Regions from separate parts of the Mus musculus genome. Here region 2 is linked to region 1. The links are chromatin contacts, called in public promoter capture Hi-C maps. All regions are on one chromosome and are shown on one strand. The core of a region is the stretch at or near the end of the contact, and the rest is flanking DNA. Distances in the headings are between cores, read along the strand shown.

What was found. Promoter capture Hi-C pulls out the DNA fragments that hold promoters and counts their contacts.
Region 2: a promoter capture Hi-C map of hippocampal neurons shows a contact between it and region 1, with 2.7 times the contacts expected there. The contact joins two enhancer-like sites. A contact is called at or near these places in 3 of 39 promoter capture datasets (cranial neural crest, hippocampal neurons and maxillary cranial neural crest) and 1 of 484 Hi-C or Micro-C datasets (cerebral cortex).

Annotation. Positions count from the first base shown.
Region 1 is chr3:117,847,018-117,852,973 of GRCm38.p6, forward strand. All of the region lies in intron 1 of Snx7 (sorting nexin 7), which reads right to left. Among named protein-coding and RNA genes, the nearest start is that of Gm52614, 5.8 kb to the right of the region's middle. Within about 2 kb of position 2,019, at least 31 of the 459 cell types and tissues checked have an H3K27ac peak or open chromatin away from gene starts, as enhancers often do. A contact at or near this core is called in hippocampal neurons, where this site is marked.
Region 2 is chr3:121,102,836-121,109,079 of GRCm38.p6, forward strand. No RefSeq gene overlaps it. Among named protein-coding and RNA genes, the nearest start is that of Rwdd3, 66 kb to the right of the region's middle. Within about 2 kb of position 2,161, at least 21 of the 459 cell types and tissues checked have an H3K27ac peak or open chromatin away from gene starts, as enhancers often do. A contact at or near this core is called in hippocampal neurons, where this site is marked.

The DNA.
Region 1 (5,956 bases), core at 769-3,268:
TATATATGCACAAAAATATATAACCCACACACTCATACAAAAATGACTTAAGAAGCAGTAACAATTTTTTAGATATTTTCTTTATTTACATTTCAAATGTTATCCCCTTTTCTAGTTTCCCCTCTGAAAATCCCCTACCCCCTCCCCCTCCCCCTGATCCCCAACCCACCCATTCCCCATTCTTGGTCCTGGCATTCCCCTATACTGGGGCCTAGAGCCTTCACAGAGCCAAGGGCCTCTCCTCCCATTGATGACTGACTAGGCCATCCTCTGCTACATATATAGCTAGAGTCACAAGTTCCACCATGTGTTTTCTTTGATTGGTGGTATAGTTCCAAGGAGCTCTGGGGTTACTGGTTAGTTCATATTGATTTCCTCCTATGGGGCTTCAGTTCCCTTCAGCTCCCTGGATATTTCTCTGGCTTCTTCATTGGGCTCCTTCAGTAACAATTCTTGATTTCTGAGATGTTATTAATATTAACAAAATATGGCAAAACCAAAAAGCACTTCTGGACTCGAAGTTGGATCTGTTTGGTAAGTAGTTTTATATGGATACTAAACATTTATTTTCATAATTGCTCATACATTCTACCTTAATAAAGATGAAAAATGCCTTAAGCTTTCAAGAATTCCTTTGCTTTGAATATCTGCATTCTCAAACATTCAATACAGTATTACTAAAACACAAATTGAACCTTACTCCTGAATGTAATAGTATTAAGAAACAGGATTGAGTTATGAAGCTAAAGTCTTAATAATTAGCTTTGGCAATGCTATCGTGAGACTGGCAGGGAGGGCACTAACTAACCATTTTTCTACTTTGTTTTCACCTGTGAGGAAATAGAAAATATAAAATTAAAATAAAACAAAACACAACCACAGAAGCAGAGTAGTCCTGCCAAAGTACCAAACATGCCAGGCATGATTTGAGTCAAGTAATAAAGGGCTCACATTTTATGGTTAATCGGGTACACAAAAATAAAGAAACAAGAAATTCCCTGAAATGAAAGTTTAATTAGATAGATAATTTTCACCTCTATGATAGGATAAAATAAATTGTACCTAGATGACAGGTTTCTATTCCTGCACAAACATCATGGCCAAGAAGCAAGTTGGGGAGGAAAGGGTTTATTCAGCTTACACTTCCACATTGCTGTTCATCACCAAAGGAAGTTAGGACTGTAACTCAAGCAGGGCAGGAAGCAGGAGCTGATATAGAGGCCATGGAGGGATGTTACTTATTGGTTTGCTTCCCCTGGCTTGCTCAGCCTGCTTTCTTATAGAACCCAAGACTCCCAGGCCAGGGATGGCACCACCCACAATGGGCTAGGCCCTCCACCCCGCCTTGATCACTAATTGAGAAAATGTCTTACAGCTGGATCTCGTGGAAGCATTTCCTTAACTGAGGCTCCTTTCTCTGTGATAACTCCAGCCTGTGTCAATTTGACACACAAAACCAGCCAGTGCAAAAATAAAATGATCCAAAATAATGCTCTGTATGTTTTTAACATCTATTTTTATTTTAATCATATATATATATATATATATATATATATATGTATGTATGTATGTATGTATGTATACACACACACACACACACACACACACACACACATATACATATACAGAAGTGTGTGTGTGTATTTTCCAGCTCATCAATGTTAGATGGCTAAATAGATAATTTTAAAGTTCACAACAATGACAAAAAGAAGATAATTGTCTAAAAATAAAATATGGGATGCTACACAACAGAACCCTAAGAAACCATGAAGAGAATTCAGAGCTCCCAAGCCAACATTCCATCGGTATATACAAAAATTTCGCTCACAAACCATCCCATGGAAACAGCAATTTCCTAAACTGGGGAGGTTTAATTGGTTAGGCCAGTGTCCTGGAGATTTCCCTGACACTGCATGTAATTCTGAGCTCCAGCTTTCCTTGTGCCCAACGGCTCTGCTCACCACAGCCCACTTCTTCTACCTACTAAGTAATTTTGTGTTCTATTTTCTCCACTGCAAAAGCAGCCTTTTGTAGCGTGGGAAGGATCTGGGCTGGCTTATGAAGGCTCACAATTCTGAGGCATGCAGCGCAGTGTCATAAAAATATGCTCCCATATCCAGCAAAGGGAGAAAATTACAGGCTGAATATTTAGCAGCATGGATGATTTCTGTAGACGGATTTAAATTACCGTGAATCACTCAAAAAACACTCTTAAAACCTCAATAAAACCAACTATCCAACGTGGTTTAGATTTGTTCTCTCCCACAAAGAGAAAAGAAAATATGGTGACATTACTTAAAAATGTACCTTGATATAAATAACTGAAAGGAATGAGATACAGAGAAGCAATTAAGCCATTTAACCTTTTGTGGTTGGTGGGTTTGAAAAATGAATCCTTAACATATGTTTTCTTCTAACAAAGGATTCATCTCCACCTTCTCTTTCCCCTTCCCTCTTCCTCTTCCTTGTCTCCCAATGTGGAAACCTATAGTTATTCAAGACTACCTTAATCCCTTAAGCATTGAAAAAACATCTTTTTGATCCCCCCCCCCACACACACACACATGATAGCAGAGGGGAAATGATCTGTGTGACAAGTCTGTACTTGAATTATATTTAATACTCTTTTCACTGCCAATTCAATGAAAACACATACCCAAGACCAAGAAAACCAAGATCTGAATATACAATAAAGAAGAAAGCCAAATACATTGCAGAAATTCATTGTGTTCTATATTTACTCCAAAGCAACAGTCCACTGTTAAAGAAAACATTCAAGCGACTTCTGAAATCAATGTCACAAATGGCAAAATCATCTACAAATAAAACGCGTGTTTCCCTGTTGTTATTCTTGGTTCAATAACTGTTTTCTGCTATCAGTTCAACGGTGCCCTCCCACCTAAACCCCCAAATTCTCTAAACTCCTAGGTTGAAGGTCTTTGTGTGCCTCTGTGTGTTCATGCATGCTCACATATGTGTGGATGCACTTATGTGGGGGTGCCGATGTGTTTGAGGGTGTGACTATGTAGAGAGCAGAGGAGAGTAAGTGTCATCCCTCAGGAGCTGTCTACCTCATTTTAGATATCTCTGTTTGTCTCAGAGGTCCCCAAAGGGGGTGGTTTAATAGGGAGTGCCAGGGGCCTAGGTATCTACCTGTCTCTATCTCCCTAGCTCTATGCATGTAACCAAGCCTGGATTTTTGTTTGTTTCTTTTCATCTTGGTTTTGGTTATGGTTTGTTTGGTTTGTTTTTGTTGTTGTTGTTGTTTGGTTGGGTTTTGTTTATTTGGGGTGTTTGTTTGTTTGTTTAGGGGAATCAAACTAAGATCCATGCACTTTAACACCTTACCTATCTCAGTATCCCTGACAAGGCCTTTAAAGACCTGTTTAAATGTGTTCATTTGGCCTCAAGCCCCTGCAGTGATCCTGTAGATTTGAGTCCAGATACCAGTACCCACATTAGGTGGCTCACAACTGCCTGTAACTCTAGCTCCAGTGAAAACCAAAAGCTCTGATTTCCATGGGAAACCACCCCACCCCCACCCCACATCCCCCATCCCCCCAACACCTCCTACCCCTCCATACACAGAAGAGCCCACACACAATTACAATAGGAAAAATAAATCATTAGTTCATTAAAGTGACACCTAATTTAATATAACTGGTATTCTTGTAAAAGGTATTTTGTAAAATGGGGAAAAGCAGATAGAAAGAAAGAGAGAAAGAGAGAAAGAGAGAAAGAGAGAAAGAGAGAAAGAGAGAGAGAAAGAGAGAAAGAGAGAAAGAGAGAAAGAGAGAAAGAGAGAAAGAGAGAGAGAGAGAGAGAAAGAGAGAAAGAGAGAAAGAAAGAAAGAAAGAAAGAAAGAAAGAAAGAAAGAAAGAAAGAAAGAAAGGAAGAAAGAAAGAAAGGAAGAAAGGAAGGAAGGAAGGAAAAAGCTATAGAAAAAGCCGAGGTGAGGAGCATGGGATAGGCTCTTCACTTACTGGCCTCAATCTCTAGGAAATGCACCATTATCTTTTGTCCGCATCCCCAGTCTGTACATCATTTGTTACAACAGCGCTAACAAACTAATACAATGTTTCCACTTTTACCTTTGTACATAGTAAACACTGGAGGATGGAGGCAAGCATGGAAGGAAGATACATGATGAAGTTGCTTGCTCTGTTTTTATTTGTTTGTTTGTTTTTTAATTTTTTCATAGGTTAATCCCCAACTCTGATTGGGTTCCCAGGCCAGGCCCCTGTCTCTCTCCTAGTTTCTAAATTCTACAAGTGAAATAAATGAAACCTACAACTGAAATTTAAAATCCAGGAGGGCTTGTCAGTAATTGAATGTTCAGAAGATAAAATACCAAAGATGAGACATGACCTCTCTGGTGGCGAGGGGGTTGGTGTCCTTTCTTAATAGCCCTTACTAACAAGCTACTCTGGATCACTCATGAATATAACATGAATACTCTGATAATGCTAAATTGCATCTACCATCTGTGCCCAAACAGCGATTTTCTTTTTACAAGTAGATGGGGAAGAGAAATCAATGTGAGAAGTGTGATAAATCAAAATACTGGCATGAAAGGGCCATGCGAATGAAAATGCTGAGGCACGAGAAACAGGAGCACCAAGAGACATCTGGCTAAAAGACAAACAAAAACAAAAACAAAAAACAAAAAACAAAAAAACACGCAACGTCAAGTGCGTCAAGTGGAAGGAGTTGGAGAAGCTGGGACTTGAAGAAGCTTTTGTAAAGAAGGACACTCATCTTGATAGATCTAAATTTAGACTTGCCAGCTGTGTTTTGATTTACAAATCCTTCCAATCTGCCTGCTTATAATAATAATAATAAAAATAAATGAGACAGACCCGAGAAGAGCGCCGGAGACGTGATCGGAGGAAACGCTAGCACGGCCATTCTCTATAGCGGAGCACACAACATCCTAATCTTGTTTGACATCATTTTTATTTCTCGGTAGTGTATACATCCTCGTATGCATATACCTCACTTCATTCCTCGGTTTCTTTTATCTGTTAATTTCTTAACAGTGCTGTGGTGGATATGCCTGCATTTCCTGGGGCTTTGTACTCTACAGTAACATTCTGAACAAAGACATTTGTGCATAATTTTTACTTGACATGATTTTTGGGCGGAGGGGGGGGGGGCATGCTATAATTACAGCATGCTTTGTCTCTACCCAAGCTCACGCAGAGATTTAATTAGCAGTGTAATGATAATGAAAAGCAGTAAGATCCTGCGTTTTCTGAAGTTTAATTTCTCCTTTGCAGTCTTTGAGAAAGGTTCTGTATGACCTGGGACTACACAATAGGGCAGCCATGAACATACCTACTCTTTTAACAATATTGCGGTTTTTTTTTGTTTTTTGTTTGTTTGTTTGTTTTGGTTTTTTGAGACAGGGTTTCTCTGTATAGCCCTGGCTGTCCTGGAACTCACTTTGTAGACCAGGCTGGCCTCGAACTCAGAAATCCGCCTGCCTCTGCCTCCCGAGTGCTGGGATTAAAGGCGAGCGCCAACGCGCCTGGCTAACAATATTGTTAAAAAGAGTTGTGGTATGGGGCCACACACTGCAGCCCATGGGTGGAGGTCAAGGAACAACTTTCAGGGGTTGGTTCTCTCTGACCATCAGACTTCAACAGCAAAGTCTTTAATCCATTGAGCTAACTCATTAGGCCACACACTGCCCTATCGGGAGATTTCCCATTCTCACAGGGCTCCTCCGGTTCTTTGGGGAGCAGGGTGACAGATGAGACTCAGCTCTTTGCCTACTGCATTTGATTGCCACATGCCAGCTCTGTCCTTCCATCTACATCACCAACTGAAGTATAAAGAAGCCTTCACTAGATGAAGCTTCCTGATCTTAGAATAATAGCCAGCTACTACATCAATTTTTTTTTCTTTATAAATTGGCCAATGTCAAATATTATATTATAGCTGCACAAAAAAA
Region 2 (6,244 bases), core at 911-3,410, 3.3 Mb after region 1:
TCCATCCCAGCCGAGAGGAAATATAATTTCCAACTAAAGTTGAGCCCAGATTCTGTTAAATTAAATAGCGAAGAGAAAATAGTTCTTGGCTTTCCTGCTCTTTGGTAGGATGCAGGGCAGGGGAGAATTGACATCAGCCAGTGCGAGATGATTAACCTGCAGTTTAGGTTGCGTTTCTAGGTGACTCGCCCATCATGCCGGGGAAAGCATCTCTGAAGCCGGCGCCTGCAACTTGCCTGCTTGAAGAAGCGCAGGTCTATCAGGACCCACAGTCGGGTCTGAGAAAGCTGTCATTTCGTGTGTCTAAAATAGCTTCTGATGTGATGTACAAGATGTCAAGAAGGGAAGGACAATAAAATAAAAGCCAAAGGAGGAGAACTATTTCAATTAAGAAGCATTTCTAGACCGATCCTTGGAAATCACATAAAATAAGAGCTGCCAGGATCAATCTGTGCTTAAAAGGTTGATTTTTGAGGCACTTACGTACAACAACCACGCAGGCCGGGAAGGGGGCAGGGTGGGTGGAGGGGATACAAATTATTCACAGGGCATGCTGAACTTTAAAAACTCGTTTCTCACAAGAAAGATATTTGGTTATTAAATTTGCCTAATGGATCTAGGGGAAATGTTCACGTGACAGGTTGGCAAGGGAAAGAATGAAACGCTCACACAGGAAAAAAAATATGACACATTTAATCTCCAGACCTATAAGACTGAGTTTCCCGAATTTCTAAGAATTTAAACTTTAATTACAGATAATTAAAATCCCTATATAAATTCTGGGGATTTCCTTTGATTGCAGCAATTTTTCCAATGATTTTTGGATGCTGTTTTTAGAGAAAGATAAATAGTCCAAGAACTGCCCTATCACCCCAGTAATCAAATATGCTAAAGGTGAATTGAAGGGGAAAAATCCTTATGAAATTTGAGGCAACCTTTGAGCCAAGAGTATAACACTATTAAATAGAGACATAAGAATTCTTTAAAAAAAAAAATAAATAAAACTCTGAATGTGGCTTCCATGCAAAATGTCACTTTCATTTTCGTTGGATTTTTCCCTCTCAAATGTATTTTATTTTAATTGTCAGATAAAACTGTATTATATACAGCATGTTTTAGAGAATATAGATTTATATATATATCCAATGTGAAATGTTTAAATCTGGCCAATTAGCACACACCCATTTGTTTTGTGAACTACACTGTTTGAGAAACAAATAGTAAACCTTCAATTTGCTAGTATTTGTATTTCATGCTTTGTACTGAGAGGGGTATGGGGCAGGGAAAAGGTTAGTTCACTTGCTCTTCAGCTACCTGACTTTAACTGCTTTCAAAGTGTGACCCTTTCTGTGTTCTTCTTCTGGGACTTTTTCTCTTAAAAAAAAAAAAAAAATCAAGTTTTTCTGAAGGGGAAACACTTTTTAAAATTCATCTGTTCGTCACCAAATCAAGACTTTGCCTGACGCACATCTTCCATAAACAATAAAGAGAAGCAGCCTGAGAGCTCCCTCCAATCAGAAGGAGAAAACTAAAATCAGCAGGGCCATGATTTCCTTAATATACTTAAAAGAGATAAAAACCCCATTGATGCTTCTAAAAATAAAAAGGAGGGAAGGGCTACTTTATTGATTCCCTGCAAACCAACGAACGTGTACCTTATTGATAACACTAAACACCATCTAAGCCTTTGGTGATTTTCAGCCGAAAGTCTGCTCCTGAATGAAGGCTTAAATCATTGTATTAATATATTAGAGGGAAAATTACCATGGGAGACACTTGGAAATTAATTAAAAACCCTGCACTCAGTTTGTTTGTGAGAGGAGATAAATATCACACACGGGGAAAGATGCCTGACAACCACCATAGCTTTCAGATCCCAAATTAGCCCCTGACAGCTATGTCTTTGTAGGAGTCTCCTTGGGGTACGATAAGCAGAGCTGTGTGGAATATGAAGATTCCTGATAGAAGTATTTATTACTGACACTTCCGAAACATTCCATGTGTGGCATCAGCAAAGCATGCCTCACCTCAGACAGAAATGTCAGCTTCGCATCCAAGATTTTTTTTTCCACCCACCCCCCGCCCCCCTCCCCACAACCAGCCCCATGCCTCCCTCCACATTCACCGCTTCCCACCTTCCGCTCCCAACTACGGTCTTTTTCAGAAGTTCAACAGCACCCCCTGCTGGAACTTGGGGGCTGCTTCAGCCTGTACACACTGGAGAGGCTCCATCGAGTCAGCAAAATGAAAGTGTATGTACAGCGGACCAGCTTCCCGCGAGGCAGGGACCACAGCACCATCCCGTTGTACAAAATCAGAGCTTCATAATGGCAATTTCGGCCGGTGTCAGGAGCTAAAGTCTTGAAAATATGTATACATTCTAAACAACAAACATCTAGCAAAGCTCTCATTCATTTTACGCGTGAAGACCAATAAATAACTGCTCTGTAATAATGACTGCTGCTGCGGAGTGGTTAAAAGGAAGAGACTTCACACGGGGAGATGAGGGGTGGGGTGGCTAGAGAACCACTATTTTATCTTGCTTACGTTGTTATAGACTCAACTCTGTCACTTAACATAATAAGCCGCATAAAGTGACAAAGGAGGAATCTCTCTGGGTCAGAGCTCCAAAAACACACCAGTCACTGTCCCGCCTCATCTAGCTAGCGAGCAAGGTATAATACAACAGCCCCAAATGTTTGTCAGAGAGGCAGTGGCTGTCCTTTCTCCCACCGTGTGAGCAGCCTTAGGTTGTCCAAAGGCTGGAGAAAATACTGCACTTTGTAAGCCTCACCCAGAATTAAGTGTGCACTCCAAAAAGGAGTCAGGCCAAGGGACTCAAGTCGAGCTCTGCTTTCTCTGATGTCAGCTTTTTCTTAGCAGGCCGGCAGGGGGGTTGCTAGGCTCTGTGCCTTTGGAGCAGGATCACCCAGAAGGTGCTCTGTCCGTGATATACTTATCTTGCTGCTAGGCAAGAAACAGATAACATCATCATGGGGAAGACTGCTTTACTGAGGGATTCCCAAGTCTGCCAGCATCAGGAAACAGGGTATTCACCACACCAGGCGCCCGTGTTAGGACAAAGGAGCAACCTCAGAATGAGTAAATGTCCAAATCAAGTTGTATTTTTATTTTTATCTCATTTTTTTCTTTTCTTTCTTTCTGTTTTTGCTTTTGTTTGATTGGTTGGTTGTTCTTTTGGTTGGCTGGTTGGTTGGCTAGTTGGGTTTTGGGTTGGCTTTGGTTTGGGGTTTGGGTTTTTTTATTTGGGGGGTTTTTTTGGTTTGTTTGTTTGTTTGTTTGTTTTATTTTTGTACGGGAGTTATTTGTTTGTTTTTCAAGACAGGATTTCTCTGTGTAGCCTTAGCTACGGGTTGTCCTGAAACTCACCCTGTAGACCAGGCTGGCCTGGAACTCACAAGGAGAAAGAACTAGAATACATGAGCTTACTCAGCAGTAAGTCTCAGAAGCTGAAAACATTCTAGACCTAGACTAGATTGTACAGAGCCTAGAAGCTTCCAGGGCTAGGCCTACATTACAAAATGGAGACAGTTAACATCAGAGACAGCACTTACTACATGAGAATAGTGAAAGTATTTTCACTTTTACACCTAGCAAAGTGGGGCCTTTATCTTAGCCAAGGGTCATCACAGGCTTTCTACAGAGATTAAAGAAATGTTATAAATTAGAGCTACAAATGATGGCTTAGGTCTGTAATTCCAGCACTTTGAAAGCTGAGGCAAAAGAGAGCTACAGAGGAAAATCACCATGGCCCAAGAAATGAAAATATAAAACTACATGATACAAGTTGACCACCCTGAATCTAAAAATTCACAAGCCAAACTGCTCTGAAATCTGAGAGGTGTTGAGCACCAACAAGACTCGAATCGGATTTTAAAGCAGCTTGGGTTCGGGCGCTTTTCAGATTAGTCATACCTAACTAGGAGAATCTATACAAATATTACAAAATCCAAAAACAAACTCCAAAATCTCAAAGACTTCTGGTCCCAAGCACATAGGATAAAAGACACTCAAAGAACTGTATGCCAAAGAGCCAGAGGCGGCTTGATCTCTCTGGAACAGAGGTGGAGGCTGGGAAGTTGGATGAGGCTCCCATGGGAGAGCACTCGCTGCTGTCCAGGGGAGACTGGGCTAGTTCTAGGAACCCTGGGAGACACTATGCAGAGGAGTGGAGTGACATATCCAGGAGGAACAGACACAGCTTGTGGTACTGCCCAAAGCAGGAAAGGAGAGCCTGAGCTCTGGGACTGAAAACAAGGCTGGCTGCTAAGTTTCTGAGAAGAACTGGTGGCTTATTGGATGTGGACCATGAGTGAGGAGGGTTTGGCAGTTACCAAGCTCAAAGTTCAGGAGAGCGCACAGATTGTGGCAGGGCTGAGTTGGAGACAAGGACCAAGGACAAGTCTGCTTGAGGGACAAGATGACACTCATAAGATGTGCTTCCGAAAAGATGTCCTCAAGTGTCCTCCACAGGCCTCCAGACAGATCCTTGTAACACTGATTATTAACACTGTCCTTGGCGGTCACAGCTGGAAAGGGACCTAACAGATCATTAAGGCCAAGCACTTTAAAAGCTCTGCTGTAGGGACCACAGGGTGGCAAAGCAAACTAGAGCGAGGCCGTTTCAGGAACCCTGCCCGGAGGGTCTCTTTTTCCCTGCTGTGTATACTACACCTCTGCATAAGACTAAGCATGAAAAAGAAAATCACCTTTTGTTAACCACAAACCATGCTTCCCTTTACAGAGAGGCGGCTGACCTCACCCCAGCCTCCACCAACTTGACCACAGACCAAAGTTTGCAGCAGAGGCTGAGCTAGATGTAAGACCTGAGCTGCTCACACACTAACTCACGTATCCTCTACACTGTGGGTTCCTTAACACGTGAGTTTGGCTTTTGCCACTAGCATCAAAACCCTCCCTTTTAAAAGCACCCAGCTGCTTCTTCAGTTTAACCACTGAGGAAATATTGACTGGGGACCTTCTATCCGCCGGGGCCTTTCCAAGCAAGATCACTTGAGCATGTGTTTGACACCCGCTTGTCAAGGCCTCTTTGATGGAGAACTCATGGTCCTCCCGGTTGCATGGCTGAGTGCTGTAACTGAATGTAGCATCATCTTAAGGCAGTGGTTCTCAACCTTCCTAATGTTGCCACACTTTAATACAGTTCCTCATGTTGTGGTGACCCCCGAATCATAACATTATTTTTATTGCTGCTACATAACTGTAATTTTGCTACTGTTGTGAGCCGTAATGTAAATATCCAATATGTAGGATATCTGATATGCAACCCTTATGAAAGGGCCATTCAACTCCCAAAGCGGTACCAACCCACAAAAGAACTGCAGATCTAAGTGGTCTTCATCTCTGTGGGAGGTTTATCAAAATAAGGGCTATTGATTTGGTAAAGAATTGTAGGTAATTTTTACTTTTAGGATAATTTTTGACAATACATTTTCAACCCAGAAAGTTACTAAGTAAACTATTCTCCATGCTCTGCTACTTATCTGATCATATATATCCCAGTGTGCACTGGGGGTAATGGCCCTAAACTCAGCAAGCTTAAGTTTATGGAATGTAGACCTGATATTTGAAGTTGAGTGTGTAAGACAAATCATTTTCAAAAAAAAAAAAAGAGAGAGAATTCAAACAAAGGAACTTATCAATTGTCCTTCTGCCTTTTCAGGAACATTCCATCATACTTCAGTAGGTCCCACTGGGGAATCCAGTCTTTCTCATATTAAATAAAGGCTTTGGAGAATTCATTTTTTTCCTCATCTACCACCCATCTTTCTGTTCTCCCTCTTACAGATAGCCTTAAAGATCAGAACTGCTGAGTCTACCACTACCCGTATAAAATCCAGTTTGTGAATTCGGGCAGAAAATACTCAGTGAAATGGAAATGGAAAAAAAAAAAAAAACCTTTCCCTGATTATAAGTCAAATAGATTTAACTCATCTGTTAAAACTTCATTTCTGCCAGGTAGTGCTGGCACATGCCTTTATTGCCAACACTTGGGAGGAGGCAGAGGCAGGCTAATCTCTGAGTTTGAAGCCAGCTGAACTATGGACAAGATCCAGGACAGCCAGGGCTACAGTTAATCTATGACAGAGTTTCAAGTAAATGGAATTCCATACTGCACATAAAGACTTTGTGAGAACATTAAATGAAGTGGGGTACCTCGGTGAGTTCTTCAATTTCCTAAATGTACAATGACCGAAGAGGA